Linked DNA regions of Sus scrofa: region 2 is linked to region 1. A link is a contact called in public Hi-C data. All regions are on one chromosome and are shown on one strand. Each heading gives the region's core, a stretch centred on a gene start, on an enhancer-like site or on the middle of the called end of the contact. The rest is flanking DNA. Distances are from core to core; before and after follow the strand shown.

What was found. Hi-C and Micro-C count contacts between places; a contact is called where the count stands out from the background.
Region 2: a Hi-C map of embryonic fibroblasts shows a contact between it and region 1, with 2.3 times the contacts expected there. The contact joins two enhancer-like sites. A contact is called at or near these places in 5 of 47 Hi-C or Micro-C datasets (embryonic fibroblasts, omental adipose tissue, skeletal muscle and 1 more) and 2 of 2 datasets of contacts at active chromatin or transcription factors (alveolar macrophages and skeletal muscle).

The regions. Positions count from the first base shown.
Region 1 is chr17:54,618,323-54,623,897 of Sscrofa11.1, forward strand. It overlaps ZNF217 (zinc finger protein 217), which reads right to left. Exons shown (of 6, transcript NM_001123217.1): 2 at 619-2,401. The coding sequence starts at 2,020. Among named protein-coding and RNA genes, the nearest start is that of ZNF217, 11 kb to the right of the region's middle. Within about 2 kb of position 2,374, at least 23 of the 83 cell types and tissues checked have an H3K27ac peak or open chromatin away from gene starts, as enhancers often do. A contact at or near this core is called in embryonic fibroblasts, where this site is marked.
Region 2 is chr17:54,936,165-54,941,738 of Sscrofa11.1, forward strand. All of the region lies in intron 8 of BCAS1 (breast carcinoma amplified sequence 1), which reads right to left. Among named protein-coding and RNA genes, the nearest start is that of BCAS1, 90 kb to the right of the region's middle. Within about 2 kb of position 1,552, at least 11 of the 83 cell types and tissues checked have an H3K27ac peak or open chromatin away from gene starts, as enhancers often do. A contact at or near this core is called in embryonic fibroblasts, where this site is marked.

The DNA of each region.
Region 1 (5,575 bases), core at 1,124-3,623:
TGGGACCACAGATACCCATTTGTGGAATAAATGACTGAAAGCTGGTCCTTGACCGAAAGGGAAGTTGACTGCATTTATGGATAACTTGTTTTCATAGATTAAGATCAGGAATGCTGGGGAAGTGGAAGGCAAGGGTCTCTCAACCCTGCCACTACTGACACCTGGGGCCAGACTGTTCTCCGCTGGGGGGTCTGCCCTGCACACGGGCACCTTTAACAACATCCCTGGCCTCCACCCACCGGGGCCAGTGGCGCACACACACCAACACAGTGTCGACAACCAAAAGAGTCTCCAGACAGTGCCAGTGTCCGCTGGGGGCCAAACCGCCCCATGAAGCAGCACTGCTTTAGGCTGATGCACAAGGTGAGATCACCTGTGAACTTTGCAAAATATGAAATCATCATTTTAGAACAGGAAGAAACTTCCCTAGACCTTTTAACTCAAGCCTATTGCTTCAGAAATGAGAAAAGTAAGGCCAAGAGGTTAAGCGATTTCCAAGAAGGTAACCCCAAAGAGCCAGGCCTCTAAGCCAGCTCTCCACGCCCCTAAGCTGCCGGCGCACCCGGGGGCCAACTGTTGGGGGGGGGGGGGTCGGGTCCCGGCCACGCAGCAGCTTACCCAGGTGGAGCCCTTCTGGAAGCCCATCCTCGGACCCGTCCTCGGAGCCCCCCTCTCGATCCATGGCTCCATTCTCATCCAGGCTGGGGGGCGGGTCGGGGGAACACGTCGGCGGCTGCCTCCCGTCCACTGACATGGTCGGCGACTCGGCGTCCGCCCTCCTGTCCTTCTTGTGCACCCGGGAGTGCAGGACCAGCTGGTGGTAGGTTCGGAAAGCTTTGCCGCACTCGGAGCAGTGCGTCGGCTTCTCCTTGTTAGTGGATACCTTGGGGTCGGCGTCGGCGGAAGGCACTTCACCGGTGGGGTGTCGAGGCTTCTCCTTATCTTGCGAGAGGCCTGGACAAGCGCTTTTGCTCGTCTTGGACTTTGCAGAAGCTTCGGGATGGCTTTTACTCCCGCTCCAAATCTCCCCCAGCTCTTCTTTGTCTGAACAGGACTCGTCGTTGTCCGTGCTCCCTTCCTGGCCCGGCTGCTCCTTCACTTCCCGGCACACGGCCACCTTCCCCCGGGTGGCCAGCTGCCAGGCCTGGTAGGTGGTGAACGGGTCCAGCTGGGGGATCCATTTGGCCGGCTTCTTGGCGACCTCGGGGTGAGACGTGGGTCTTAAGTTTAAAAACTGCAGCAACTCCTGGCCCGGGGACGGCGCGCCCTCCGGCCGACACTCCGCCTGCGCGCCGCCGCCGCCGCCGCCGGAGGAAGCCGTTTCTTTGGTGTGCATCTTCCTGTGATCAATGAGACTTTCTTTATTTGGAAACAGAAAGCCACAAACCATGCAGATCTTGTAGGGAGATGAGACGCTCTCGGCCGCGTGCTCCTGCACCACCTCGTTGATGGTCGCCGGGCTCTCCAGGCCCTGCTGCAGCCGGCTCTTGGCCCCCGACTTCCCAGTGTGTGTGCGCATGTGATTCTTCAGAAACCACGGCTCCTTGAATCGCCTTCCGCACACGGTACACCCGTAAGTGAACGAGTCCTTGTGTTTCTTCATGTGGATCTCGACGTCGAAAGCGACTCGGAACGCCTGCCCACACACTTCACAGCTAAATTCTTCGTTTTCCTTGCAATTCTTGTCCTTTGGAGGTTCCGCTCTCACTTGACCTTTGTCAAGAGGACTCAGGTACTCGGCTTCCACTCGCAGGACGGCGGGCTCACAGAGGATGGGCCGATGTTGCATCAAGACGTGTTTATTGAGGTCTTCCGAACGTGTGAAGGTCTGACTGCAAAACATGCAGTCCAAGGGCATGTACCCTTCCATCGGGATCACGTTCTTCTCCTGCGTGGCTCTGAAAGGAACCGTGGTGGCCCCTTTTATTGTCATGGCATCATCTATCTCCATCTGGCTGCCAAGAGAATTGCCAATAACTTCTGGTCCGTCCATATACACCAAGAGGGACTGCGTTGGCATGTTTCCTGTCTCTTCAGGATTGTATATAAAATAAGAATCCGGCTGAGGAATCTCTGGAGTTGGAATAAGGCCACTTGTAAAGACTTGTCACTCAGCACGCACCCGGCAGCCCGAGGCTTCAAAACTAGAGCAAAAGATTTGTTATAAAAATGCAAAAGAAAATGTGTATTCCTCCAACTTCTTATCTTCAGAAGTCTTAGGAAGCTCAGTGATAGAGGCTATCACTGGATCCTTCCACAAACGAGGCAGACAGACTCCCTGGTGCTTTGATTCAGAGATGAGTCAGCACAAAGCATTAGTTCTCTTTGTCTCCATCGGGTGAGTGATTCAGTTGAGCAAGAAGTCAATTCCAGCAACCTGGAGACAAGGGATTTCCAAAACCTAGAGGGAAAAAAATAGCAACGGGTCAGCTCCAGTCAGAGAAAGAGAGGCGGGTGGCTGGTGGCTGACGCCCCGTGGTCCTTCCCACGGAGAGCAGAGAAGGGACCTAATTGGGAGGCTTCACTTTTAACTAATACAGTGCATCCTGTTAAACATGCTTGTTAATGAAATCATTAGCATCTTATCCAATCAGTACCCTTATCAAAATGCTAGACATTCATGCTGGTTAAGAAACTTAAAACATGGTGCTTTAATGACTTAAATCTGAAATGTAAAGTTTCAGGACAGAAATTGTTAAATTCAGCTCAGTCTGTTTTAACTGCCACTAAAAGGCACGTGTATCCTTACAAACAGCCTCTACAAATCTAGATTATAAAGAACTGTGAAAAATAAGGTGACAACGAAAGCACTTTAGGTAAAATTTTCAAAGCCAGAGATTCACACTGTCTTCCATACAAGGAAACGCACACAATGCCTAAAAGATGATTACACACACACAGGTCAACAAAAGCACCCAAAAACTGGAAACCTTTCCTAAAATCCCCATTCAAGAAACATACCTCAGAATGGTTGCTCATCTTGGCCAAGGGGAACCTTGATATTTTTCGGTTCCCTGGATATTCTGAACCTATTGTACGGCCCAAATCCCAGTTTGCTTCTGCCTTCAACAGGCATCAGGGTAGGGCTTCCTTGCCCAAACGACAAATAAGGAAATACACACACAAAGCTACTTTGTGAATGTACACACTTAAAATCCTCAACATAGCTGGTTCAACATGTCTTAGTCTTCAAGAAAACTGATCCTCTCATTTTTAATCTACCTTTCACATTATGCTTGGGCTAGGTGAAAAATGGATGACTTGATTTAACTCTGCAGGCTGATTCAGAAGCTAATGTTCACTCTGGGAGAAGAATTAACCTCAAAAACCAATACCCTCCACCTTCACAGCAGGCATAGGAACTGTTTTTAACTAGTCCCAGCAACTTTAACAGAAGTCAGTTAATTCCACACAAGAAAACAAAAAGACATGCAAACTACTCCCACCACAGTCAACGTTAAATTAAACACACACACACACACACACACACACACACAACTTTCCTTTCCTTCTCTCCACTTCCTCAAAGAGCAGAGGCCTGTAGGCTCAGAAGAGGAGGAAACATTTCTTCCTCTTCTTTACACTCAGAAGAAGAAAATTCTCATACTCCTGGTTATCTTTAGTTTTGAATAAACTAGCTCTTTAACATTAAACTTTTCTAAATAAGACTGCTGATCAAAGCTTAGGGTAAAGAAAGAATGGACAGAAGTGTTTTATCTTGATTTCTTAGTCTTTTGTTGCAATCACAATGGATAAACACATGGGCCGGCTACCGGCTGGCTGGGCAGGATATGATAGAACACTCCAGAGACCCGAGTTCTAGTCCTAAGTCACAACCTTAAAGCTGTCACGACCACCTCCCCCTCTTTCTCCGTCTGCTTAACGCAGATGGTTCAATTATACGGTGACCTGCAGAGTGCCAGTGTTGAATCTACATTTATGGACACACATACTCAAAAGAGTATTTCAAGATTATGTTCATCAAGACATTAAATGATATTTGGATATGTGGCTGATAATTCAGGTTTCTGTGTAGTCGTTTACTCATTCAACAAATATTTACTGAGTGCCAGTGTCCTGGGTAACATTTTAACAACACATACTCCAGAAAAGCAGTTCTCAAACCCTGACAACACTGTCTTCACTGGCCAACAGCTGAAAGAGAAAGAGAAAAACAACTTAAGGAGCTCTACACAAAGTACATCAATCTACAGGAATTAATTTCAATTTTGAATGAAGACTGTCCTTTATTTGAGGTCCTTTCTACTTTTTGTGCCAACATACCTTTCTTATAAAAGGGAAGTGTGGCTGGCAAGAGCAGAGTTTTGGTGGTTGTTTTTTTTTTAATGTCCTAATTTGGCAAAATCAAAGTCCCCCATCAGACTTCAACGTGATTGTTACTTTTCCTTTTTTTGGCTGCACCTGCGGCATGCCCAAGTTCCCTGAGCCAGGGATCAAACCCGTGCCACAAATACCAGATCCTTAATCCCTAGGCCACCAGGGAACTATTTATTATTATTATTATTTTAGAAATTTGCCTAGGCTGTGACATCTTTAAGTATGGGGGAACTCCACTTTTCTATAAATAATCTTTCCCCAAAAGACCAATCCTAAACTCAGTCTCTGGATTAGAAACATGATTTGGGTACATCCCTCTTATTTTCCCTGTGAGGTAACAGCATATACTAGAAATTCCGGTGTGAGAGGGACGGTTTGGTTTCAACTTTTATCTCTGAAACGCTCAACCATGTGGGCTAAGGCAGTCGTCATCAGCTCCCAACACAAGACACAGTGGGGAAATCCTAGGAGAAAGAGCTTCAGTGCTGCCCAGGAAGGTGAACAGGATGGAGGCCTGAAGATGCAGGAAGGATGTCCTAGGCTAGGGAGTCTTGCGGCGCCGTCAGATGGGGACGAAGACCCTCCCAGGCAGAACTGAAGGACTGCTTCCTCCAGGGAAGCTTCTGGGACAGATTCTCGTAGTCATGACCTGTGCCCAACTGCCCTAGCACTAGACTACCTGGGTCACGACAGCTTCACTATTCTCCCGAATCTTAGAAAAATCATGAGCCATTCCTTTAAAGGCAGATCCCTGGGGCAGAAACCCTGTGGGCCTGGCTCACTGCTGCCCCCCAGTGTCTACAAGGGGTTTCTGGCACAGGGTCAGTTAGGCCCTCAAGAAACAGCTGGTGAATAAAGAGACACCACATAATCAATACAGTGTAGTGAGTGTGTGAATCTCTGGCCACAGTCACCAACATAACTTGATATTAAATTAATGCGAATGCTCATCAAGACTTCTCCATGGCTCTCTGTGGCTGTCATCTAATTACCGTCTTCTGCAATGTTAAGAGTATAATAAAAAATGAATCATATACAATCATACCATAAAGTTGACTAGCACAAGCAAAACTGTATCATTTGGATTTATAACCACTCTCCTTACAGGCCCACAACAAAAATGCAGGCATGCCAGGGAAATCTCTCCGAGCAAATGCCCTCAACTCTTGACTCAGGCAAAACACTTCCTTAAACTATAAATCAATAACCACATTACTTAAAACCAATCTGCTAAACA
Region 2 (5,574 bases), core at 302-2,801, 320 kb after region 1:
CGTTGGTTCGTTTATGTATCATGCTAGAACCTTAAGATAGAGGGGCAATTTTCTTTTTCTCATTTTATGGCAAGAAAATAGAAGCTCCAAGAAACTAACACGGGTCATGGAAGTAGCAGGATGGGGAGCCATGCTGGACACTATGGCAACGAGTCCATGTTCTATACTCTTAACCACCTCCCCATACTGCCCCTAGAGGGAGGAGGTACCACTCGCTGAACAAGTATTTATTGAGCATCGACTATGAAGCTACCTAATTAGGAAAAATGACAAGGACTTGGATAAGGTGGAGGCTGAAAACCTCAAGGAGGGATGCCTGTGGGACATGCTTATCAGGGCCATACTCCTCCACTGGTTAGGGATGGGAGACGTCTTTCTTTAGCTTGACTTCTTGGTGTCTGGCAGTTCCATGCACTTTCCTTCAGGATGTCACTGCCGTGAATGGCGCCAAGGTGCTCAACCCAAAGGCAAAGGGATCTGTTCTCTACGTGCAGTTGTGATTCCATCCGGATGGAAGGTAGTTTTTTCCTTCCTCTAGGTCTTCTGCATTCTTCGACAAGGACCCATCTCATCTGAGCACATTTAGGAAGAGAAATGGACTCTCTCCGTTATCATTTTCCTCCCTACCGCCAGCTCTTTCAGCTCTCACCCCCAAAGTCTTACCACTTGGGACCTGCATCAGTCTCCAGAATTCAGGCTGTGTTGAACTGTCTCTCCTGCTCAAACTTGCTCCCCGGCGTCCTTTAGCAGACAGGGTCCTGTCCTCAGCAGTTGGTCTTTAGGGAATGAATGTCCAATGGCAAAAACCAACCAACCAACAAACCAAAATGGTTTTTAAGTAAAACCTGAATGGCTCTCAGGAGTCCCATTACACCCTCGGAGAGAGAGATTTTCAACTTCCTTCTGACTGTGTCTATTTGGTATCATTAGGTACTCTGTTGATTTAAGGTTTAAATAAGCTTCCTTCTTCCTCTCCTTTCTAGTCCTTGGAGGAGAATTGGGATCAAATCAGAAGGCTCTCTTATTAGCAGTGGATCTAGTCTACCGTCCTGAAAACAGACCCTCGTGCTGCCAGAGAAATTACGGCAAAGAGGTTCAAACCCTTTAAAAAAAAGAAAGGAGACGACCTCAAGCTTTGCTGTGATTTTCCTCTGCTGTTCATTTTGAGGCATAGAAACTGTCTTTATGCAAAGGCGACTGCTGAGTTTAGACTAGTTCATCTGAGGTCTCTTCCATCACTGCGGTCACTGACGACTCTCTCCCTCCTTCCCTCCTCCGGTCCTCTCTTCCTCCCTCTCTTTTGCTTGCTTTCTATCCCCGCCCCCCTTCCTCTGGGCAGAGCCCTCTTTCAGGGACAAATGAAAATAGTTCATGCTGGCCTTTACAGTCAAAGGACCATAACCACAGAAGCTTATTTTTTCCAGCTGTCAAAAATAACAGAGTTTCTGTTTAAAGAGGTTAAAATCCTTTCAGAGTCTATTTAGCACTTTAAAGAGCAGTCTGAAGACTATTAAGTAATTTCAGAGATTCCCCAGTGTGATATGGAGCAACTTTCTTTACAGAGTTGATTTTTATTCATAAGAATCAAAGTTGAAGCACCTCAGGGCTGTCTAGCCTGCAGCGCTGAGCTGGGATCTAGTGGCAAATCTAAGCCTTGCCTCTGAATGAAATCATTTTTAATTTCTTTCACTGCGTCATGCATTCCTACAGCTTGATACACTGAAGAATGTCTGAACCATCTCCAAAATATATCACTTAGATGTTCAAAATCCTAGCGGAAATGTTTGGTGGTCAGTTGACATTTCTTTGCAAGGAATGCAAATGTATTTTGATAGAGATTTATTCCAACTGATGTTGAGATTTAAAAGGAGAAGTGGAATGACATTTTAATGGATGTGAGTACAGTAGCCCACCTGTCTACCAGAGCTCCCTCATGACAATAAATCCAGGCAACGAGACCTGCTAGAAACTTCCAGGATAAACAGAGGTTTTGAGTCCAGCCTCTGTGGTTTACCAAGCTACTCCCCTGAAATCGAACTGGACAACTCAGACAAAATTACACAGCCAAGGCAAAGCTCATTTTTGTGACAAGCATATTCAGAAAACTCACGTCCAAGCTTCGCTTAAGTCATGTATGGATTCTCCTTTCTTTCACTTTGTTGTCATTTCAGGTAAGCAGAATTTCGGGTAAGCCCAACACATAAAAATGATGTTTCCACAGAAAACATTAATAACAGAGTCACCAAAATGGAGCTATAGTTGTTCTACTTACTCTCAAAGAAAATGGCTCCCAGAAGCACAGGAAGCAGCAATAACACAGGAGCACAAGGGTGAGCTTTAGAAAAGCCCACGTCTGAATGTGGGCTCTGCCCCCACCAGCTCCGTGACCTTGGGCAGGTCATTTGCACAGGAGAGCAGTAAGAATGCTTCCCAGGGGATTTATATTAATAAAGGAGTTGATGCATGCACTGCGCTTTGCACAGGCCTGGCCAGATCATTTGCATGCAATAAACAAGTGGTAGCTATTATTATTATTACTATTAATAGCTGACACCCGCCAAATGACTACAGAGCCCCCTTTTAGGGTAGGAAGGAATGCAAGTCGCGGGTGGAGACAGGAATTGCCCAAACAAATGCTACTTTCAGCAACTTTTCCTTAAAAACCAACTCAGTCTTCATATTTGAATACTCAGGGAAGAATCTGAAATCAAAAACTTTGGCTAGAAGACTCCTGTTTTTTTGGTTTTACAGTTATCCTTCCAAACCACTCTCTTTCTCCTTTAGACAGTACCTTTCAGCAGGTTATCTGATGGAATGTGATCCAGAAAACCCCTCTCCTTTCCTGGCTGCCTCCTTTGGTCTTTAATTTGCCTAATACTGACACTCAGTCTTTCTTAGGTGAGCCTGAGAAGGTTATTCCCCCAAAGAGTTTCTTACAAAACGGATGGTCTAAAGAAAGAGACAAAAGAAACAGCGGGTGGGAAACACACAATCGTCTGGAGGAAGAAAAGCACTTTTCAAGTGTAAGGTGTTACTAAGATTGACAAAGTATAAATCTGTATTTCCAAACCTCCATCTCCCATCTTTCTGGTTTCACCTGCCTGCCTGGTTTGTGTGAATACAACCAGAGTTCTCCACACACTCACTCTGTAAAATTATACCAGTGCTTCGAATAGCCAATTTCCTGGCGAATCGTTGAGTTATTACACATACGCATCCTTTTCTCTTTAGGGTGTGACAGATGTCTTAATTATTCCTTGCAATTACTCTGAAAGCCTGTGGGAGCTCACAGGATTTTTGTGAAGTGCTGTATCTGTATCCAATGCAATATTAGGACATCTCTGCTTTCTCTTCCCTGAAATACAATCATTTGAAAAAATGATATTCTATTTTTATTTGTATGAAAGATTAACTTCTGGAAAGACCAAGCTCTCTTTAGAAATGAACTGGGCAATGCATTTATTTTAAAAAAAATTCAACAAAGAAGTACTATGGGAGAGTAAAATATAGTATCTAAAAGAAACTTAAGGGAAGGGAAGGCTAGAAAGTAGAAAGTCAACGATCAGATAAAGGGAAACACTGATTATAAAACAAGGGTGATGCATTTGCCGTTGTTTTCTATTAAATCAATTATTTTTTAAAACTATGTTTTGCTAAAAATATCTAAAATCAGTTTCAAGCCTCCGCTTATTCAATAATAATGCTCAGGCACATACTAAAAAAAAAAAAAAGAGAGAGAGAGAGAGAGAAAGAAAAATTCCACAGTGATGGGCCAGATACTGTCTCTGTCTTCAAGGCGTTAGAGCGGGTTTGTTTTTCCTGCATAAATTCCAAGGCTTTAGTTTGGAAGCCACGAACTGTTTGGCAAAAAATAAGGGCTGAAGCTGACTTCCAGGAGTCTATAATATGAGGATAGTAACACGTGTGCAAAAAGTGGGTCTGTAAGGATGTTCTTACAGGTTCATGAGGAAATGGTGATCACGTGTGGAAGGCATGGTACCAACTCACTGCATATGGCGTCGGGTTAAAAAGAAATCTCTGGGAGTTCCCATCGTGGCGCAGTGGTTAACGAATCCGACTAGGAACCATGAGGTTGCGGGTTCGGTCCCTGCCCTTGCTCAGTGGGTTAACGATCTGGCGTTGCTGTGAGCTGTGGTGTAGGTTGCAGACGCGGCTCGGATCCCGCGTTGCTGTGGCTCTGGCGTAGGCCGGAGGCTACAGCTCCGATTCAACCCCTAGCCTGGGAACCTCCATATGCCGCGGGAGCAGCCCAAGAAATAGCAACAAAAAAAAGACAAAAAAAAAAAAAAAGAAATCTCTGTTTTCCTTACTAGGCTTCACTCTCCCTGGGGCCAGGGAGCACATCTATGCGCACTGGTATATCTCCAGTGCCTGGAATAGAGTGGGCCCTTAACAATCATTTGTTGAATAAGTGAATGGCATGCGAACCGCTGGAAACAAACCAAATGTCCATCCATAGAGCAGGGGTTAATCAAAACAAGATAAATCCAGATGGGATTCAATGAAGTCATTATAAAGAGTGAGGCAGCTCTAGATCTGGGGCTACAAACTCACATCCTCAGAGGGAATGGGCCAGTAACGTAAACGAGGGAGCTGGGCTGGGTGTGACAATAGGGATGGGTGGGGATTGGGGTGAGCTGGAAAACCCCTGTCTTTTGTGTATTTGAATTAATCACCAGGGTAATATAATGTTCTAATGAAAGCAAAACAGAAGGCAAGACACGAATAGTGAGGATATCTGGAATTTTAGGGGAAATCACAACAATTCTGGAAGCATGGGGGTTTAAACATTAAAAGGAAGCAATAATATTCAAGCTCCCAGGTACTACCCTTTCAATGGGCAAGACGAAATAAGAACAATGGACATCAAGACCTGACACTGCGAACGGACCTTTGCTTCTCCCCCAGTCCAGGGGAGAACCACTTCCAAAGGTCCCCTGTTTCCACTTCACCCCAACAGTTCAGATTTATAGTTTCTACCGCTCGAGAAAATAATCCCAAACAGTATCTAATGGATAACTCTGGAGGATAAATGTGAATGCGGAACCTCATTCGAATTTAAGGATGTGTCTGAATGGAGGCAGGAGGTGGTTTATAAGTCTTTCTTGCTTTATCTGGAGTCTCATCTTTTCTTCTCTTTTATTTTTTATTTATTTATTTTTTTGTCTTTTTTTGTTGTTGCTGTTGTTGTTGCTATTTCTTGGGCCGCTCCCGCGGCATATGGAGGTTCCCAGGCTAGGGGTTGAATCGGAGCTGTAGCCACAGGCCTACGCCAGAGCCACAGCAACGCGGGATCCGAGCCGCATCTGCAACCTACACCACAGCTCACGGCAACGCCAGATCGTTAACCCACTGAGCAAGGGCAGGGACCGAACCCGCAACCTCATGGTTCCTAGTTGGATTCCTTAACCACTGCGCCACGATGGGAACTCCTTTTCTTCTCTTTTAAATGAGAAGTTTCATGTTGATGGTTTGGAAGAGAACATCATTCTATTTGCTGGTTTTTTGTTTTTTGTTTTTTTTTTTCCGATCTCTCAACTCTATCCAGAAACG